2 separate regions of the Capsicum annuum genome follow, and region 2 is linked to region 1. Evidence: chromatin contacts called from public Hi-C data. All regions are on one chromosome and are shown on one strand. Each heading gives the region's core, a stretch centred on a gene start, on an enhancer-like site or on the middle of the called end of the contact. The rest is flanking DNA. Distances are from core to core; before and after follow the strand shown.

The links. A called contact is a pair of places that touch in the nucleus more often than the background predicts.
Region 2: a contact with region 1 is called in a Hi-C map of bud, with 2.9 times the contacts expected there. The contact joins the promoter of LOC107858730 here to the promoter of LOC107858732 in region 1. A contact is called at or near these places in 2 of 5 Hi-C or Micro-C datasets (bud and placenta).

Annotation. Positions count from the first base shown.
Region 1 is chr2:96,357,535-96,362,588 of UCD10Xv1.1, forward strand. LOC107858732 (coilin) reads right to left here and starts at 2,727. Exons shown (of 12, transcript XM_016703508.2): 1 at 2,342-2,727; 2 at 1,153-1,217; 3 at 748-1,029; 4 at 459-650. The coding sequence starts at 2,533.
Region 2 is chr2:96,525,999-96,530,774 of UCD10Xv1.1, forward strand. LOC107858730 (zinc finger protein 385D) reads right to left here and starts at 2,000. Exons shown (of 2, transcript XM_016703507.2): 1 at 1,440-2,000. The coding sequence starts at 1,679.

The DNA of each region.
Region 1 (5,054 bases), core at 1,477-3,976:
AGGGTTAAGAATAGCTTGGTGGGTAGTTCTAGTTTTGGGGGAGGGGGATCCTTGGTTTGTTGATTATACTTCATTTTTATGGATGTTGCTTCTTTGTTACTTTATCATGTTGCTCTTCTTTTGGTCTACGATCCTTTGTCTTGAGCCGGGGGTCTATCGGAAACAGCCTCTCTACTCCTTCGGGGGTAGTGGTATGGACTGCGTACATTCTACCCTCCCCAGACCCCACTGTGTGGGAATATACTGGGTTTGTTGTTGTTGTTGTTGTATCTGCCCTGTCCTACTAATCCGATTAATTCTTGCGTCTGGAATATTGTTTCCAGACAAAAAGGATCAAAAACAGGCTTTCAAAGCAATATACCAAGAAAATTGACAGAAATTGACCAAATAAAGTAATAATAACCTAAAATAAACTGTAATAATGCAAAGAATGAGATTGCAGTTTCCAATAGCCGTACTTCTTCATGCCCGAAGTACTGTCATTAACCTTGCTACTTTCTGCATTTCCTTTGATCTTATCCACATCGTTGCTATCCGGATCAGCTACCTTCTTTTGCTTGCAAAGACTCTTATTGCTTGTGAGATCTTGTTGAGATTTCTTGGTCTGCTCATCAACCTTCTCAGACACTTCAGAACAATGTTTCTTCTTCCTGTGAAGAAGAAAGATTCAAGAAGTCAATCATGAGCCTTACAAAACCAATGTGTCTGTGCAAGTCAGAATCATCAAACAAGTGATCAAGAAATTACTCCAGGCTAGGAAGTGTTTCTGAAGCCTTCCTTTTCTCGGAGATCACATTACAACCCAAAGAATTTTCAAGATGTGGACTTGTGAGTTTTACTAGATCTGCCACTTCCTCATCTTCAGACTCATCTTCACTGTCATAACCTCCAGATTCATTGTCAAACTCCTTATTCTCCAACGGTAAGTGTCCTGTCTTTACAGGTTGCTTCTCAACAATTCTGATGTTCTCAGCTAATTTTGGCCCATCATTTCCTTCAATGGCTAAAACACCTCCTTTCTTCTTCACACTAGCACATGAATTTTGAGAACATAATCTTTATTAATAGAAATAATAGTAATAACAATAATAATAAAAGCAACTGTTTTTTTAAAAAAAAAATAGCAGAAGACAAAGCCGCAGTTTAGCAAACCTGACTATACATCTATTCTTCAAGATACAAGTTGATTCAAAAGGAGGCAAGAGAAAACCATCCATCTGCATGTATATTCAACAGGAAAATGAACCACTTAATAATGTAGTATCATTGAAATGTTAATATGTGGCAACAGAGCAGCCAGAGGAAGTTTCTATCTCCAAGTTCAATCAACAACGTAACAAGCCAAGAACCAAAGATTGTGGCTAGCGGTCAATGAAATAATATGGGAAACCAAAATTTCATCCCAATCAGAAATCAAAAAGGGTAGGTAATTTCTCCATCCGCTTAATAGCATGTTTGGCCAAGCTTCCTAAATCAGCTTATTTTGAAGACTACTTTCAACTAAATACTTTCGGTGAGAACCAATTTGTGCTTGGCCAATAAATTCTAAAAGCACTTTTGAGCTGCAATTAGTGTTTAGTGTTTTTAAGTAATTTTTTCTCAGAAGTGTGTATAGTAAAAAAAAAAAAAAAACTACTCTTTTTAGCATATAAATGATTATAAACAAATAGATATATCCTGGACAAACCTAAAAGCCAAATCATACAAATATGCTTCACGTTAGGGATAAAATGAGTTTTGAATCCATAAATAATTGCTATTAGAAGAGTAATCATGGTAGTATTGTAATTCGATTCTATCGCGTAATTTTATTTAGCCATACCCTCACAATGGAGCATTGTTGTTAGAGGCTTGATATCTATGAAGTTGTTTTCGGCTTGATAGCTATGAAGTTGTTTTCGGCTTGATACCATGAAGTTGTCTTCTACTTGATAGCTATGAAGTTGTTTTATGCATCTATCTCTAACAAAAAAGTCTAGTTGTCACATGCTATTATTTCCCTATATAACATCAAAAGCACTTATTTTCTGCCAAGAGCTTGGTCAAACAGTTTCACTTTTTTAAATAAGCACTTTTGCTCCCAAAAGCGTGTCCAAACTAGCTATAAGCATCAGTGTAAAAAACTAGCAACTAATTGACGTGCAAACAAGCTCAGCGAACCTCTTTTTTACCACCCCACCCCAACGAGGATCAATTGTGTTCCTGCTTACCCTCCAGCAACCACTTGAACAAGCCTCACTTGCAAGCGAACATTTCTATTTCAACTAATACAAAAACAATACTGAACCCAAAAATCATAAACAGCAATCAACTAAAAAAAAATAGAAGTTAGAAAACATACATATAGGAGAATTCCATGAGGACAAGAGTGATTGATTTGAAAAGTGGTGAGAATATGAGAAGAGAGTTGAGAGATAGTTGTGTGTATTTGGGGTTTGAGAAGAAACCAACTACGCCTCAAACCCTCTGATTTTTGTAAGTCACTCAGAATGTGGGGGTCCTCAAACGTCAATCGAAGCCTTATTCTCTCCATTTTCTCCGATTACACACACACACACTTGCAGCTTTTGGGTTTCCGGCATAAACCTCCTCCCTCACTGTGGCCCAAATAAAGTGGCGCTTACTGTCACTCCCTCCCCCATGTCTCTGAAATACTCAACTCCCTTTGCATTTATTTTTCCTATTTTTTATTTTTATTTTTATTTATTTTTTTGACAAATCAAAAAAATATTTTTAAAAAAATCATATTTACTCTTATTATTAATTATTTATTTTATAAATTATTTTTCAATATTAAACCTCAATTAATAAGAATAATATAATAACGTCATTATATCAAGGGAAAAGAGTCAAAAATATCCCTCTACTTTCATAAATTGATTATATTTGCCCTTAGTTAAACTATAGGATTAAATATACCCTGCCGTTACTAAATTATACAAATATACCCCTCTATTTAACGAAAATTCACACGGGCTAACATTTAGCTGAGATGGACTCCACGCGGCATGCCACGTCAGCGTCACATTTTTATTCTTTTTTCCTTTCTTCTTTTTCTTATCTTTCGTTGATAAGAATCATATTACTTTCATCTTCCAAATTGAATTGTGAAGAAGAAAAGAAAAAGAAGAAAGGTGAAAAGAATAAAAATGTGGTGCTGATGCGGCATGCCACGTGGAGTCCATATCAGTTAAATATTAGTCCGTGTGGATTTCCGTTAAATAGAGGGGTATATTGGTATACTTTAGTAATGGCGGGGTATTTTTAACCCTATAGTTTAACTAAGGACAAATATAACCAATTTATGAAAGTAGAGGGATATTTTTGACCCTTTTCCTTTATATCAATCATTATTTTTTTAAGAAAAAAGGGGTAAAAATACCCTTCTACTTTCATAAATTAGTTAAATTTACCTCTTGTTATACTATGGGATTAGATATACCCCTGCTGTTAATAAAGTTTGTAAATATGCCCATCTTTTTAACGGTTTTCCACATAGAATGACACTTGGGTGAGATTGACGCCACATGGCATGCCACCTCAGTGCCAAATATTAATTTTCTTTTTCATTCCCAAATAATAATACTTTCCAGCAATTGTAACAAGACAACGATGCTCTCAGTAAATTATGGTCTACGGATGAGTTAACTTACGGTTCACAAATGAACTCGATAATCCTCAATGTCAACAAATAAAAGACTACAAAAAGAAAAATTCTAAGATACATTCCATAGAGTTGAAAAAATTTGTCAATAAAGAAAACTATAATAACAAACACCTGAACATAGGATGAAGCGTAAATTAACAGTTCAACCTGGAAACTCTCGAGTTATTAATCAGAACAAAAATAAGATCATGTCTCAATAAAAGAGCGTGAAATACAAAATCACAGGGGAAATAAATTTAATGGAGAGGGGAAAAACAAGTTATCAACTCTTAAGCAAAGTCTCGACAGCTTCAAAGAAGAGAGGAGCCATTTCAGGGCTTGGAGTCTTCATGGTACACTTGACACCAGGGATTCCAATAACTATTATTAGTTCGATCAAGAAAGGAATTCCTCGAGGAATCTTGGCAGAAAGATACAACACCTCCTGGTTAGCATGTTTGTGCTTAGCAATAAAGAACATGTTTGATGCAGCTAGCCGATCAAGGGTTGTTTCAACACTAGTGATAACAGATGGTGGGAAGTCCCTTGATACCTCATTTGAATCAGGTAGTGACTTTCAAGTCTCTAGAAAAGTAATGCGCTCCATCCTCCGTGGAAAGTACGTGAAAATAGATTTTATCATTGAAATACTACACTGGTTGTTGATTATTTTAACTGCAACCTGTAAAAGGGTATTTGGAGGGCCAGGAGAAATGTTCTGGAACAAAACCATCGGTAAGAGAGTGCTTGCAGATGTCCCAGGTAGCGATTTATGTTTGAATCTCAGTAAAAAGTTATACTAAATGTCGACTTTTCTTTTTTCGATCTTGAAGAAACACAATTTTATTTTACATCTTTGTTTTTAGTGATTGAAATGCTATTGAAGATTCATCAACTTAAGCATAAGAAGAGAGACCACTAAAATGAAATTGTAAAAAATGCCATTAAAGCCACCTTTTGTTGTGAAAAGAAAAAGTAAGAAAAGTTAAATGAAAAAGAAAATTAATATTTGGCGCTGAGGTGGGGGCCACGTGGCGTCAATCTCACCCAAGTGTCATCCTATGTGGAAAAACGTTAAAAAGAAGGGCATATTTACAAACTTTATTAACAACGGGGGTATATCTAACCCCATTGTATAACGAAGGACAAACTTAGCTAATTTATGTAAGTAGAGGAATATTTTTGACCCTTTTCCTTTTTTTTAATAAATATGTCAAGTCAAAATATGATAAATAAATTCGAACAAAGAAAACAGATATAGAACAATAATTGTCTTCCTAGATAACTGTCATTTTATTTTAAAACTAAGCCAAAAGATGAATATTATGAACAATAAAGTAGATAAAAAATATTGAAAGAAGATAAGAGATGAGAACTTTTCATTCTTCCAAATATCAAATGTACAAGT
Region 2 (4,776 bases), core at 750-3,249, 170 kb after region 1:
TGACTTCATGGTCACTGAACCTAGGTCCCTACATGTATAAATACAATCTGATTGCACAAAAGGTAAGCTTTATTATTGTTTTACCCCTTTCCTATCAATTGCCACTGTTTAGTTACATATTGAGAGATTGTTAATGTGACAGTTGGAACAACCTTCCCAGAAAGAGAAATTACTTGAGCCACCATTTTATTTATTGCATGTAACACAAATGGTTTTGTAAAACCAGGATAAACGTAAAATATTTGGTTGTAACACAAATGGTTTTGTAACACCATAGAAGTAAAATATTTGGTTGCAACTGAAACAGATTTAAGAGTTTAACTGAGACTTTTGGATGAACTGATGACTCAATTTGGATAAAAGATATATAAACTTCGATATTTAGGAAGTTCTTTTCAAAGTAACAGTACATTTTTGAAAGCTTTTAAGTAGCCCTTGTATTAGAGATGACAATGTGTGTGTGTGTGTTGGGGGGGGGGGGGGGGGGGGGGTCCGCCAAATGAACCCCCTTCCACCCCTAACTACACAATAACTCTATCCAACAAGATGTGGGAAGATTAAAAAAATCCACCTTTGTCACCTCTGTTGAAATTCAACCCTTAGTTCCCAAGGAAGTTACTTCGACTCATAGACCTAAACCAACCGTGTGGGGTACATTTAACTATATATATTTTACTCTGTCACAACTGTTATATGTCGGAAAGGTGAAGAATCACACTTCAATTTGGGAATTAGGTTTAATTTCAGCTGAATTGAGAAAGGGATCAGGGACACGTGGTTAGTAAAGGAACTCCATTCATTACAGAACTCCATTCATTACACGTGCCAACTCAAGTGTAATGAATATAAAAGGCCGAGCTTTAGTGAGCTTTTCACATGGATCAACCAATTCGATGGTCAAGATCAGTTCACTTAGTTGTACCAAGTTAGTTAGTTTGTTTAACAGACCGGACTGGAATATATTCTACACGGAAGGCTAAACTGAGGCAGTTACGAATACTGGTAAAATCTCAGCATTCTTTTGAAAATTCTCACCTTCCTCAATTCTAACTTTCTTCCTAATCTTTTATTTCTACCAATTACAGGGGAATGCCACAACCATTAATTCGAATTAACCTATCAGTTGTAATGCTTAACTGAAATAATGGAAGATTGTAATAAATAGTTCTAACTATCAATAACGAATTCCCAATTTACAACCTAAGAATATTACAACAACTAATACAACATCATCAACAACAGCAACAACAACAACATAACCAGTGAAATCCCACAATGGTAGGTAGACCTTACCACTACCTCGTGGAGGTAGAGAGGCTGTTTCCAAGAGACCCTGGGTTCAAGTGCAACTAATACAACACATAAATCCAATTAACATATCCTACATATATATGGAACTAATAAGCAATAATTAACAATCAGTAGAATTATAGACTTACCTCACCAAGCCTGTAAGGATCATTTGCCCCCAAAAGTTGGACCACATTGGGGTCCTGATAATACACCGTCGTTGGTTCGCTGCTAGCAGCATTGGTGTGGCCATAATTAAACAGCAAACCCTGCCCTTGGCCATAGCTAGGGTTAGGGTTTTGAGACACAGATTGATAGGGGTCGATCGGGTTAGCGTATAAGGTAGAGTTTGGTGGTACCCCAGTCCATGGATTGTGACCGTACTCCATTGAATTACAGAGGAAGACAGAGCTTCATCAATGGATTTCAATGAGTTTTTCGGGTAGAATAATGGGACTTACAGTGGTGGATCTCTCTTTGTAAATATAAAAGGGATTTGGGATGATGGGCTGAATTGAATACGAAACTAGATTAAATATTATTTTCTCTTCTTCTTTTTTTCACTTTGTTGCAAAGATTAAATATTAACCAAACGCCAAAGGAAGGGTTTGGAGTTTGGTTATGATCACACCAACCTCGCTCAGTGATGGTGTATTATCAGGATCCAATGTGGTTCAAGTTTAACTGGTGAGGTCAGTCTATAATTCTGTGGATTGTTATTATTGTTTATATATCTCTATAATCTATAATCTATATTTATATTTATAATATATTAAAAATATAGAAACTCACTTTTTATTTTTTATTAAAAAACTTTATTTTAAATAAAATTATTTTTTCACTATTTTTCAAATAATAATTATTTAAATCTTAATTGCTCATTATTTCAATATTACGTGAGGATTGTTTGCTATTTCCTTTTATTTATAATATCCTTTAATTGTTTTGTTTATTTAGGCCATTGAACATAGGGTTGTGCAAAAATCAAACCGATCGATAAACTAAATCGATAAAAATGTTATTGGGTTATTGGTATTGGGTTATCGGATTAACGATTTTTTATTGATTTTATAAAAAATTTTATTGGGTAAACGATTCGGTATCGGGTTTAGCTTATTGAGTAAGGATACACTAAGTTATTATTTTATCCCTATTTATATTATATATTTAAATCTCTCTATATATATGTATATCTAGATATAGATATAGATATATGTATGTATATAGATTATATGCACTATAATTCATAATTCAGTGATTCACAAAGTATTAACCTATTAAGAGCAACAAAGGCACAATATAAAGTTCGGGTATTATCGTAATAAAAAGCTTGAAGTATTTATAGCTTCCAACAATTAGGATTCAATTTTTTTCCTAACTAACATTCAATTCAAGTTTGAAGATTCTTGTCAACTAAAATGCATTGCGTAGGGTTTGACAGTAATTAAGATTTCATTTTTTATGTTGTTACTATTTCTATTTTATAAGTATATTCTTATTGGTTAAACCAAAAACCGAAACCGTTAAGGACCAAAACATATAAATCGAAATCGATAAGAAAATATCTTATTGATTGGTTATTGGTTATACATATTTAAAAACCAAAAATCGATAAACCGAACCAATAACACGTAAAATCGAACCGAACCGACCGATGCACACCCCTAATTGAACACGATAGTTTCTTTTGTTAAGAACACTAAAATTAAAACTTAATTAGAATTCTTTACTATTTCCTTTTATGTAGTACTCCTTAAATTATTTCCTTTTATTTATGTCATTAAAGTAAACTAAACTTGTACCTTTTAAATCAGAATAAATAAAAATCTATGTATGGTAGAAGCGTATTTATAAAAGAACCTAATAATGTAAAACATTAGTTTATTAGCGTTGTTTTTGCCACATAAAGTGCAAAAACTATCCTCGTGCTTGATAAAAAATTCTGATACCCGTTTGTTTATTTTTTTTCTTGTGTACTTGATCATATAAAAATAATATACGTGCAATTTTCATCTCCTTTTTATGTGAGTTTAACAAACAATTAGTTCTAAAGATGTTAAATTAATTTCATTCTTTATTAATTTTTGTGCAATTTTTTACATCTTATAAAGCATAATGATTTTCTTGAACTGTATTGCCAAAATCCATACAATAACTTGTGTTACAGTTTATTTTTTTAGTGTGCAAATTTCTCCGAGTAAGCGACTTTCTTCTCAAGTTACAGAATTTGTATTGTGATTAAATTAACTTGTGTTACAATTCATTTTTTCAGTGTGCAAATTTGTCTTAGTAAGCCTACTTTCTTCTTAAGTTATATTTGGATCTGAAATTTCAGCGTGTTCATTCTTTTCCAAGTAAGCCTAACAAATTGGTTGAAACAAACATGTTGTCACCGAATAAAGTAATTGAATCAATCGAAGGTTTATCTCTTTTCTTTTTTTTTTTTCTCTATTTGTTTAACTAAAACTTTTTGATTTGATTAGTTATTGTAGTATCATAATCATTCAAATTTAAATTATTATATGTAATTTGTTCATCTTTTGGATGGAGGTTTTTTTAATAGAGTTGAAGTAGAACTGAGCTGGGGTTTAATAATAAGTGTTTCTTAATTTGGATTGACTTGTGATTAATACGTATTTCATGATTTTTTTTCAAGATGGGAAAACTAAAATTTTACCTTGTGATATGGCCTATTTTTGTTATATCATGTCACAAGGGATTGCATTCATCTAATGTTGTCTTCTTGGATAAAAAAAACACCTCCAGATTAATGAACGATTCTCAACGATTGGTGATTGATGAGAAACATGCTTTGATGGCTCTTTCAGATTTGTACATATGATTTGCAGCAACTCATTTATTTTCGTTCCTTTTAATTTCTTACATTTAAAAAGTGAATTTTATGAACTAAATTCTCATGCGGTATGTATACAATGGCAAAATGACGACGTCGCAGTAATTAACTTGTCATTTTTAGAAGCCTGAAATTTGATTTTCCAATTATATGTATTATCTGGGCTACTGAAGCATAGTTTACTGAATTTACATAGTTAATAGGAAAAACATTTTAATAAGGCAGTGATATGTAGTGTATTTCCTCTGTTTTCGTATGATTTGTGTTTGTTTTTATGGTTATTCTTTTGGTGGGGACAAAAATTGGGGAGGATGAGTGGTTTTTTGTAGTTAAAAATTGAAAATTAGGTTTTAAATATTTGTTTGTATTAGTTGGTGATAGTTGAAGAATTTGATTGAAATTAAAAATTTGAATGTTAATCTAGAAATTAGAACTAAGTATGGTTATATGGTGGAAGAAATTTAGAACAAAAAATAATTGGTGTTTTAGGGGTAAACAGAATTGATTAGCGAAGCTATTTAATTTGAGTTGAGGTTCTATCGAAAATAGTCTTCCTATCTTTTGAGGTAATAGTGAAGTCTACTCTATCAAAATCCTACTTTAAGAGACTACATTAAATATATCATTGTTAT